Regions from separate parts of the Rattus norvegicus genome. Here region 1 is linked to region 2. A link is a contact called in public Hi-C data. All regions are on one chromosome and are shown on one strand. The core of a region is the stretch at or near the end of the contact, and the rest is flanking DNA. Distances in the headings are between cores, read along the strand shown.

Evidence for each region. A called contact is a pair of places that touch in the nucleus more often than the background predicts.
Region 1: a contact with region 2 is called in a Hi-C map of frontal cortex, with 2.5 times the contacts expected there. The contact joins the enhancer-like site here to the promoter of Vav2 in region 2. A contact is called at or near these places in 2 of 12 Hi-C or Micro-C datasets (frontal cortex and mammary epithelial cells).

Annotation. Positions count from the first base shown.
Region 1 is chr3:31,465,949-31,471,816 of GRCr8, reverse strand. Rxra (retinoid X receptor alpha) reads right to left here. Exons shown (of 10, transcript NM_012805.3): 7 at 5,854-5,868; 8 at 3,902-3,993; 9 at 2,428-2,533; 10 at 52-753. The coding sequence ends at 606. Among named protein-coding and RNA genes, the nearest start is that of Rxra, 81 kb to the right of the region's middle. Within about 2 kb of position 1,721, at least 60 of the 93 cell types and tissues checked have an H3K27ac peak or open chromatin away from gene starts, as enhancers often do.
Region 2 is chr3:31,148,770-31,154,500 of GRCr8, reverse strand. It overlaps Vav2 (vav guanine nucleotide exchange factor 2), which reads left to right and starts at 2,385. Exons shown (of 28, transcript NM_001106563.2): 1 at 2,385-3,063. The coding sequence starts at 2,860.

The sequences.
Region 1 (5,868 bases), core at 472-2,971, 320 kb before region 2:
GAGACAGGACGGGAGAACGATGACATAAGAAGGAACTGGGGAACATGACAGCGGACCTCCAGCCCACGCGGCCTTGAGGTGGTCCCAGAATCCTGCTCGGGGTGATAGCCCAGGGTATCTTTGGAAACAGGCTTAAAGGTTAGCTATGATCCAGGAGGATATGACCTGCCCCACCTGCTCCCTTTCCCACCCTTAGCTGGGTACCAGGACTCTGCACGGGCAAAGATGGGGTACTCCAAACAGAGGTGCCACGCGGGCATGTCGAGAACCAGCGACAGCAACCAGCAACCAGAACAAGCCCCTCTCCCAGCTCCTGCAGCTCCAGGTGCTGAAGACCCCACGAAGTACCCCAAGACCCTCAGGGTGACCAGCCTTAGAGCCTGGTGTAGGGCAGGGGGCTGGGTAGGTGTCACGCCAGCTCTGCCACGGCCCTGGGCCAAAGGCAAGCATTAATGATGATGGCGAGGATGGTGATGCATCTTTTGGGACCATGGGGACGCTGCACCCCAAAGATCCACACAGGCCATCAGAAAGGGCAGGGACAGGGCTGGAGCTGAGCAGCTGTGTCCAGGCGGGGCAAGGGACCGGCACATGGGTGACGGGGCCTAGGTGGTTTGATGTGGGGCCTCCAGCATCTCCATGAGGAAAGTGTCGATGGGTGTATCCCCGATGAGCTTGAAGAAGAACAGGTGCTCCAGGCACTTGAGCCCAATGGATCGCAGTGCAGGCAGCCGGAGCAGCAGCTTGGCAAACCTGCAGGATGGTAGAGAGTGAGGACAGGTCAGGAGGCGGGGAGTGCTCCCTGCTCTACTCGGTGACTCGTAGCTTCCCTGGAGACCAGCCGAGCCCAGTGCCTGGGACCTGAGTCTGGTCTGCAGAGGAAGCTGCCTACGTTGATCCTTCTGGAAGAAGTGGGGAACTAGAAAAAGGAGGCTCCTTGGAGACAAAAGAGGACAAGGGGCAGGGGTGTGGCAGGGATGTAGCAGGGGTGCAGCAGGGGTGAGGTAGGGGTGCGGTAAGGTGAGGTAGGTACATAAGGCCCTGAAATGAAAGGAAGAGCCAATGGTAAGACTACTGTTGGCCAGGACAGGCCCAACAGGGTTTAGGAGAGCAGTTACAAGTGTGGGCTTGCTCCATGGGCAAGGAGAGCCTCAACAGAGATGTCAGCAGGCAAGGGCATGAGTGTCTCTCTGTGCATTGGAGAGGCCTCTGCAAGAGCAGCTGTGCCTATAGGGGCAGTGGGGCGTGTCCTGGAAGATGCATCAGAAAGATCTGTGGGCAGCCTTAGTAATACGCATGGGGTGACTGACAAGCCACAGGGTGGAGACCCCTGCTGAAGGGAGAGCCAGCAGTGACTGGGGAATTCCGTGCTCCAGCAGGAGCACTTCCCTGGGGAGGACTGGAGAGGCCTTGGGGTTCCTCTACCCCTGGAGCGTTTCCTGGGCAAAAGACAGACAGGCATGGGGAAGGAGTCTAGGAACTCACGGGAGATGGACAGACAAGAGAGGACAGTGTGGTGCGGGGACAGGACCTGGGGTCCCACATGTGACCTCTGCTCGGGGCCTCCCTATATAGTGGAGGGGGCTCTGGGCCTCATTAATTATTAACAATGTCTTTCATTTCCAGAGAGGAAGCCTTGTGGCTGGCTGCCCCACAGTCCTCAGTTTAAAGGCACAGGCGAAGCTTGGCGGCTGGAGAGGCGCCAGAGAACAGGCTGTTTTCTGCTGAGCTGGCGAGATGGGCTAAGGCAGGAAGCCAGGAAAAACAAGCTGCTGCCACCCTCCTGTCCTCCTCCGGGAAGTTTCACTTTAAACCAAACCAGATGAGGGCTAAACAGCAGTGTGGACAGTTAACCATGTGTGTGCCAGGCAACGGACGGGTTAGTGTGCCCGACCGCCCGTCTCACACTACCCCTCTCACACATAGTCTGCACACTGAGAGCCTGCAAGGGGAGAGGCAGAACTGAATCCTTGGAATGCACCATTCCTCCTGAACACCTACTATGTGCCTAACACTAGACTGTGCACCCAGCACCCTGGACCTGGACATGACTAGATGACAGTCTTAGGCCAGCAGACACGATGCTTTCTCCAGCCTCAGACACCTACTCTGAACAACTGAAAAGCACCTGCACTGTGCTGGCATTTCCGGGTCACTGAACAAGTGAAGAAGAGAAGTCATGAATAGCAAGGACCTACTGTGCGCTAGGAAATGGATCGATTCTCTCAACGGGCTACAGGGGAAAGTGAGTTGTCCTCAGAGCTCATGAGTCCAAGGGCTGCCTCGCTCCTGCTCAAAGCCTAAAAAGCATCCCAGGGTGGTCTTGAGGAGGACAGCATAGTTCTGTGGCATACGAAGGGCTTTGGAGAGGTGTGGCTGAGCCCAAGTGTAGAGGCAGGGGGCTGTCGGGGACGGAGTAGAGCTCACCTGCCCGGCTGCTCAGGGTACTTGTGTTTGCAGTACGCTTCTAGTGATGCATACACCTTCTCCCTCAGCGCCTCCACCTCAGCAGGGTTTGAGAGCCCCTTAGAGTCTGCAGAGGAAAACAGCCTCAGGTCAGAGCCCCCAGACCGCCTCCCACAAACATGCAAGCCCAGCAGAGAGGGCATATGCTACACAAGTAGATATGGCTGCCCTGCAGACCCAGAGCTCCGAAACCAGGAGGACGGGTGCTCCACTCGGCCACTTGAAAGTCAAGTGACCTTGTCATTAGAGGACTTAGTTTCCCCACCTTTCTCTAGGTGGCCATGGCCAATGCTTTTACTGCCCTTGGGCCCTGGCCCCAGTGACAGGAAGCCCTTCCCTGAGGATCTCCCCACACCATGAGTCGGGGAGGCTCCTCCATAGAACCTAGACACTGGCCACAATACAGGCTGCAGGAAAGCCACAACCACAGTCATCAACACCATCAGGGCCCACTGTGCCAGTAAGAATGCTGGGGGTAGCTTAGACTACATAAGACACCTTCAACTGACCCAGTCCTGACAGGACTACCCCTCCCTACCCCTTGAGGCCCCAGGCCCAAGCGTCCCTGGTTCGCCATACCTCCTACTCAGACCTAACCTGGGAAACTATGAGGTTGGCTCAGGAATTACAGCCTGGTGAGCTATCTGGGGTGGAAGCCTATGTCCCTGTCCCCCCATATCTTCTACTCACTATGGGCAGGGCTGGTGAGCCCCATCAGCCAAGCTCCCAACCCACATTCAACCCCTTCCTAGGCAGACAGGGATGAACTTTCAAATACGGAAGCCCATGAATGCCTGCTGCAGCAAGTGCCCAGCGCTTCCTAGAGCCTGGCCAGAGCATCCACAAGTCCATGGGCCACCCCTTGAATCCCTGAGCTTCTTCTCAGCAAGAATCCCACACTCTCTGCTAATGCGTTCCCATCCCCATGTGAACTGGCCACCAGTGGCATCTGCCACCCACCCAGTGCTGTGAGCACGGGCCTGGGCCACTGCTCACACTCCAGCCTCGCATGCAGCGTCCCACACAGAAGACACTGCCTCAGCCTTGTGGCAGCAGCAGCTTGGAGGCCCCGCACACTGAAGCTCCAGAGCCAACCAAGGGGCTTGCTGTCCTCAAGAGGCTACTCCACCCTGACCCCCCCAAACGCCCTTCAAACCAAGGCTTGAGACATGTCAGCCACCCTCGGGACACCTAACAAGATGGACTGACCACCAACCCCATCCTGGGAGCTCACTCTAACGGAAGACCACTGTGGACAGCAGAGCCCGCGAGGCTCAGCCGGAGAGCACTGATGTCAAGTGCACACTCCAGTCTCATAGAGTGCCACTTGAGCCTCTCCATTAAGTCTCCAGACAAGTGGAGGCAGGAGATTGGTGTCTTCTGTGATGGGGACGCTGGGCCCCGAAGGCCCACAGAGGAGATGGCAGGGCCGTACCAGGGTTGAAGAGGACAATGGCGCGCAAGCAGCCCAGCTCCGTCTTGTCCATCTGCATGTCACGCATCTTCGACACCAGCTCCGTTAGCACCCTGCGGGGAAAGCAAGTGCCAGTTAGACACGTCCTTACCAGGGCCCCACCAAGGAGGATCCACTGGATTCATGAAGCCCAGGGTAGACCGGGAATAGCTGGATGTACTGGGCCTGGCCACGTCCACAGGAAGGAAGCATCGCCATGAGCTCAGTTCTGTGGAGGATGGTGTCCTCCACTACCCCAGCGCTGTTTGGGAATCTGAGCCCAGAGGAGGAACCCTAAGGAGAGCTGAGACAAGATCTCCTGCTGTGTGGCCAGCCCAGGTTGCCCTGCACTCATAGCTGTTCCCTTTAGCTCCAGGTTAGACTTTTCCCTGGGACAAAGCCTCTTGGTAGAAGTCATTTTCCATAAGCGGATATCACCTTTCCTCAGCAAGATGCCTCCAAAGGGCCTTCACATGTCCTTAGCCCACTCGACATGTGCGGAATCTGGAAGAATCCTAGGCTCCACTCCGGTGTCAGCCACTTGAACCAGAGTCTCTCTGACCTCAGCAGCAAGGAGGAGCCCTGACACCAAGGGTCAGACTTCACCCTTTGACAATGAGGGTAAGCTAGAACCTTTCCAACCAGCGTCCCCAGAAGACAGAAGTATAACGCCCCCAGTACATCACTTCACTGCAAGCTGGCATCTGGCTCTACCTCCCAAAATTGGACCCCGGAAGGCTAAGCCCTAATGCCTTCCCCTGTGGAGCGGCCCCATATGTTAGCTTGTCAGAGGCTTGTAGCAGAGAGCTTGGCAGTGAGCTGAGGTTAGCCTTTGTCTCCCACGCAGCAACAAACCTTTCTGTACTTAGACGGCCTGCCTGTGTGCTCCACTTGGCCTTTACCTGGGAAGAGCTCAGTCTGTGTACTGTCCTCACTGTCCCAGAGTACTGGTGGGTGGCTCTGCTCACCTCTGACTTCAGGAGCTCAGGGACTCACCCTCTCCCCACTTCCTCCTATAGGCCTGCTCATTCCCATTCACTGCCCTACGGCCCTGCACCATCCCTAAACCCCCAACCTCAGCTGGCAGCAACTGACATCCAGGTCCCCAGGACACTGAGGTTTGGCATGGGCCCTTAGCTTGTACACCAAGGCTGGGCATCCAGACAGAGGACAGGCAGTCGCAGTCCCTCAGCTGGTGGGCATAAGTAAGGCAAGCATGGCAGAAGCGTAACTGGCTGGGGCCGGGCGGCCTTTGCATGTGTCTGCACTCCAGGCAGCCTGCTCCTTTGAGCATGTGTGTTAAAAGCAGCTCAGGCATGTGCAGAGGTGCCTTCCAGACCCAGGTCCACTGGGGGCGTGAGTAGCAGCAGATCAGAAACACCAGTTATTCAGTGATACATCAGGGCACAGGTCTGGGATGACGACGGTGCTTATGGCTGAGGTGTGCCCAATGTTCACACTATAGAACCATACCAGTGCCGTAACCTGTCTTTGTTATACTTAGGGATACTCAGCTCACAAAGGAAGAGGGCTGCCTGTGGCCTCAACCCCCCTGACACCGGACTGCACAGACAGCCATCTCCATATGTCGGGCCTGCCTTTTTCACATTAATGTTTTTCCTACACACAGGCTATGTCCAACAGAGCAGGAAGAGACTAAGGGGCCTGTCCCCAACTGTCTAAGATAGTCCCTGCCCTATATACCCATTCGAGATGGCCCGAATATTGAAAAGAACACCCACCTCACCTACCTGCTGACCACAATCCATACTTAGCCTACCAACCCACAGACCATCAAAGACGATGCTACACCACTCACGTGTTGGAAATGACACCCGCTCTTCCCACCCACTGAAAATGGCATCCGTTCCACCTACCTACCAAAGATGGTACCTACCCTGCCCACCTATCAAAGAAGGCGCCTCCCAGCCCACCTGTCAAAGATGGCG
Region 2 (5,731 bases), core at 1,136-3,635:
GAGCCTGGGGCCTCATGCTTGTCCAATAATATTCTTTTAAGAGCCCCAAGCCTGAGGATTTTATCCTCAGGGAGCTGAGTGCCACAGAGGGCTTGTTTTGGGGTGCCAGAGTGACAGGGTTGAACCTAGATTTGTGTAGGTCCTTGCTGGCTGCGGGGAGCAAACTGAAGGGTGAGGCAGAAGCAGCACTGAGGAACCCAAGGGGAGGAACATGGACCTTGGTCAAAGAGCTGGGAGTGCTCAGAACCTGTATGTGGGGTCTCAGACTTGCTGGCAAATTAGAAGTGGGGAGTTAACACTGGAGTCCATAGACGAGTATGCTGTAGTTGGCCATGACTGGGAATACAGAGATGTTTAATTCCATTACGATTTAGACCTGCCTCTGGGCTGGGCCTTGCTGTTCTAGGCCTCAGCTAGACACCCATGCTCTCCTGTAAAAGCAGGCTCTTCGAGGACCGTCAGTTCCCCGAAGACTTGCTGCCCCTTTCCAGGTGCATACTTCCTTGAAGCCTCCCGCGTTCATGGTTAGTTCGTGGCCCACTTTCCACATCCTGGGCATGCGGCTAGGATCGACGGTCCCTAACTCTTCTGCTCCGTTCACCTCAGAGTTAGTCCCTGGGATTCAGCACAAGTGCCTTTCAGTGGAGTTCATCTCCAAAGTGGGGAAGTACTCTTGTCTCTGGGAAACTTCCAGAAGGCAATCCTGGCGAGCAGTTCTGGGCTGAGAGAATGGGTGAGGTGGGATATTGAGGAGAAGTATCCCCTTCACCAGCCCTCCGCGTTTCTTTTGAGCTCACGCACTCTGACCTACACATGCACCACAGATATCTGGAATACTACCCAGCTTTTCTTTAGCCATCTCTCCTATTATTTTGGGTACTACAGAGTTCTGCCGGTGCCAGGAGGCATGGATCATCGGACTTGGAAGACTGACATGCTAACTCCAAGCACCACAGCCCCTCAAAGACAGACCCCTGTTTTGGAGCATCTAGGGTGTCAGCTGATGCCATTGATCTCACGACCACCAGGGGGCAGCAGATGAACGCTAGATTGGATGGCAAAATTAGTTCGTCCCAGACCTGGTCTTGTCTTGGTGAGTTTCTGATGAGGCTATAAGGTTGAGGGGTGGGAGGACAGAGTCCATTTTTCTGTGAGAGAGCCCCCTAGGTACAGACACCAAGACGTGGATGCAGCAGCATTAGCTGGGCGCTTTGCTGTCAGCTTTGCAAAATCCTTTCCTTCTTTTCCCACTATGGTGCATGGTGTTGAATGACTCTTAGGGAGATGCTGGAGGGTCTGCCTGTGGCCCGGTGCTTTGGATGATATAACCCCCGTCTCTGCAGGAGGACCTTCCTCTGAGGCTATTCCGAGGTGAAGCGGCAGGAGCTGAAGGCTCACCTGTCATTGAGCCTGGCTTCACCTGGCTCCTCTCCTGATTTCCTCCTTAGGTGGGGAAGGGGTGAGAGGCTTCCTGGAGAGAGGCCTTTTTGGGAGGGACTCCCCTGGGTGCAGGGGATAGACTTAGTGTGTGCGTTGAGGTATGGCCTGTCATCCTTCCCTGGACCAGGTAAACTGGGAGAGGCAGGGGCTGACACAACGCTGTGCACAAAAGATCGACTGGTCACTTTCCTTTCTTCCAGATCCTTTTCATGACACTAATCTCAGAAAAGGCTTGGCTTTATGGGGTTCCCTTTACCAAGAACCCACAGCTTCTGATACACAGTCCAGAGTAAACTAATTTCAATCGCAAAATCAGTTATTTATGCTTTTGAAGTCCCACTCACTGTCACAATGTCCTCAGGACACAACACTGTCCATCCCTCCAGCACCTCCCATTAGACAATCAAGGGGGCTGCCTGTGAAGGATTTTCTCTCCGTTATCTTGCGGACCCTGGCAAGGACAGAAGACTGGAAGTGGGCTCTGGAAGACCTGAGCCCATCAATCCGATTGATACGTCCATAGGGGTGTGTAGGCCAGTCTGGTACGCGTTCCGGGGTCTGTCTTTACCAAAGGACCCTACAAGGGCACCCAGCGTTACAGCGGCCACCTTCTAGTCTCTTCAGGGGTGCGGCGGCCTCATCGCTCCGCAAGAAAGACCTCCAGCCTCCACGTGCACCTAAGGGAAAGTCGCCGGCCGGGAGCCTGCTCAGGAGCCCCGCCTTCCTCAACTTTCGCTGGCGGCCCAGGGGCAGGAAGTGGGAGGACGGGCTGGAGGCGGTGCTTGGGTCGCCGGGGAGGTGCCGGGTGAAGGTGCCAGCTCCGCCCCCGGCCCCGCCCGGCCATGGCCGCGCCCCCTGCACCCCCAGCGCCTGGAGCCGCGGAGCCTCGGAGTCCCAGTGCCCCGCGAGTAGCGTAGAGCCCGCGGGCCCGGCGAACAAAGCGACGGTGGGGCGAGTAGCTCAGGCGCCGGACGCAGGGACCGAGCGACCCGCTGCGCCTTTGTCTCGGGTGGGGCAGGAGCGGCGGCCGGAGCGGGGCGCCCCGAACGCAGAATGCGGCGCCCAGAGGGGCGGATCGAAGAGCGCTGCGGCGGCAGGAGGTGTGGAGCCCGGGCCGGAGCCCGAGCGCACTTGTGTGTGTGAAGGGGGGACCCGGCACACTGCCCCGAGAGCGCCTAGTGGCCGCACGTGGGCGGGAGCCGCGGCCCGCTAGTAGCCCGAGGAGGAGGAGGAGGAAGAGGAGGGCCGTGTGGCCGCGCAGCGGGGACCCGGGGCCGCCTGCGCGAAGCCCCGCCCCGGCGGCCGAGCCCCGCGCGGGCGGTCGGGATGCTCCGCGGTCACCGCACTTTGGCCGGAGCGCTGCCCTGAGCCAGCTGGCCCAGCGGCCGCGGCGGCGAGCGCACGGGCGCCGCGGGCGCCATGGAGCAGTGGCGGCAATGCGGCCGCTGGCTCATTGACTGCAAGGTCCTGCCGCCCAACCACCGCGTCGTGTGGCCCTCGGCGGTGGTCTTCGACCTGGCGCAGGCGCTGCGCGACGGCGTCCTTCTGTGCCAGCTGCTGCACAACCTCTCCCCCGGCTCCATCGACCTTAAGGACATCAACTTCCGGCCGCAGATGTCCCAGGTGAGAGTCCCGGCACTGCAGGAGGGAATTGAGTGTGCGACCTGAAGGGCGCATTGACTGGAGCGCGGGCCTTAGGAGGCCCAGGTCCCACCCTGGCCGGAGCGGCTGACTCAGGGGTCAGTGCAGAGCAGGGCACATCCCGGTCTCCGCTTCCCGCTCTAGAGAGCGGCGGTCCCCGAAGGCGCGAAGTTGGCTAAAGTCCCCCAAGCCTAGGGCGCGCCACCACCGCCGCGGGGATCGTTTTGTTCGCCGGCTCCCCAGTCTACGGCTGCCTGGTGGAGGGCGACTCCAGCTTCGGTGTGGAGCCCAGCGATGCAGTCTCGTGCCCAGGCCGGGGTCCCTGAGTGTCCCTTCCAACCCGGCGCGTGCCACGCTGGGGGCCGTGTCCTCGGGCTGCGCGCCGGGCGGCCGGAGCCCGTGGAGGATGAACTGGAGCCAGTGGAGGATGAGATGGAGTCGTGGCTACGTTTACCCGCAGCTCCGCGGAGGGGCCGGGCCCGGCCGGGTGCTCCTGTCGAAGGGAGCTGGAGGGCCCGGCGCCGCCCCCTCTCTGGCCTGCGCCTCCTCCCGGACCCCAGCCCAGGACCAGCTGCCTCCGAGGCCTTCCTGCAGGGGTTCTGGGCTAGAGTACCCTTCGCCTCCTCACCTCCCCCATTTCGGTCGTCGCTCCAGTGTAGCCTTTGTGGAGGCCGAGGCACGCGTGTGGCCGCAGGGCAGGGCAGGGCAGGGCAGGGCAGGAAAATGTCCGCTCTGCTTGCTGAAGCTGCTTTTCTTGGCCCCTTGAAGGGAACTTGGCGGAGAGTTAAGCAAATTCGAGGCATGTGGCCCGCCCTTCGGGGGTCCTGGATCCCCGGCCCGATCGCTCTTTAAAGGGATTTGGGAGGCGGAGAGAAGAGTTAGGCAGCTCTGGTTCAGCCGGGTACTGTACAGGTGCGACCCGCCCACTTCGAAACTCCTAGTGGACGCCGGGAATTCTCTTCTAGGACTACTGTGGGAAATGCGGTGACTCTGTGAGAGTCACTAATCCTAATATTCTGGCTGGTTTCACCCCTCCCCCCAAAGCCTCTGCCCTTTGGCTGTGTCTGCCTTCCCATAGAGATGAGGCCAGCCCGTTTCCCGTTTGACAAAGGAGAGACCCTGGAGGGAAAGAGAGGGTGTTGTTCTCATACTTAATAGCAATACCCCACCAGCCCAGAGAGCCAGAGAGCTTCGGGGTCTCTCTTGCAGCTGGAGCCCTGCAAAACCTGAGTGACAGTGTGCCCAAGTGGCACGCTTAAATGATTGCTGTAGGGAGGTCTTTCACAGATCTGGAAGTGTGACCCTCCTCCCCAAAGTTGGGGCTGGGAGGCTGAGGAGTTCTTAACCTCTTTCCTGGCTAGAGAAAGGGAAGGGGGCAATTCTTACACATAGCTGGTTCTTGACTCCCCTTCTCCCTATGGGCCTTCACTGAACTAGAGGCTAAGATGGCTTGCTTCTGGCAGGTTCTGTTGCTGGGCCTGGAGGCTTGAGGGGATTGGGGGTGGGGTTGGGTTAAGAGGGTGAGACTGATTGGCAGGGATATTGGGAGGAGCTGGTCCCTGTGGTTTGGTCCGGATGGGATGAAGGGTGCTGGCTTCAGCAGGTTTCAGGGTTCAACCCCTGGAACCTGGAGACTTCTAGGGTTTAACAGCCGGGATTAATGACACCAGCACAGGTCTATGCTCTTGCTTGTCATCTTGTGTAGGCTGTCTGCTGTCCCATGGTCTCTACAAAGCAGGTGCTCCCTGAACCTCAGGTTGTTTCCAGAGCTGTCTGTGCAGGGTCTGGGGAGAGACTTTTCTCTCTAGGTGCTTGCTCTGTGCTACAGGAAGCTCACATTTCTAATATGGGGGGAGGTGGTGTCACTCTGGTTTGTGGTGACTGGAACACAGAAGAAATCACAACTGCCCTTTCTTTCTTGGGCTGCCTTGGGCTAGGCACAATTTGTGGAGTGGCCTGCCACCTCTGATCTGTAGCCAACAGTTAAAGCTTAGAGTGTACCACAGATGTGCCCTAGATGTAGCCCAGGTCTCCTGGCAGTAAGTGGCTTAAACTAGCTTGTGCCTGGACATCTTTCTAAAGAAATGGTGAATTCAAAGGACTTACCTCAGCTGCCCTGCGGTCTTGCTTACTTCCGTGGGACCTGTGTGTGGGCTTTCTGGGGTGATAGTGGGTGCCCGTCTGGTTTCCCCGGACACCTGGATCCATTTGGCAAGGAACGAGAGACCGTTTTCTTCCTCCCCATTTTCGGTGTGCCACAGCATGTCCAGCTCACTGGCCTCTGGTATCCCCTGATCCTTGAAGGCCACAACATGGCTTCCTGGTAAACCTTCAGGACTCAGAGGTCCCCTCCCATCTTGAGTTATGCTAGCTGGGCTATTGGTTCTAGGGGAGCATAATGGGAAACCTTTTATTTATTGATTTTTTAAAAAATTTTTATTTTGAGACAGGGTCTGACTGTAACCCTGACTGGATAGAACTTGCTACATAGCCCAGGCTGACCTGGAATTCTCAGAGACCTCCCTGTCCCTACCTCCCACGTGCTGAGATTAAAAGAATGCACCACTACACCAGGCCTGGCAATCTCTTGGGCATTGGTGATCATGGAGAGATACTGACTACCTGCTTTGTTGTGCCCTCTTGAGTGGGC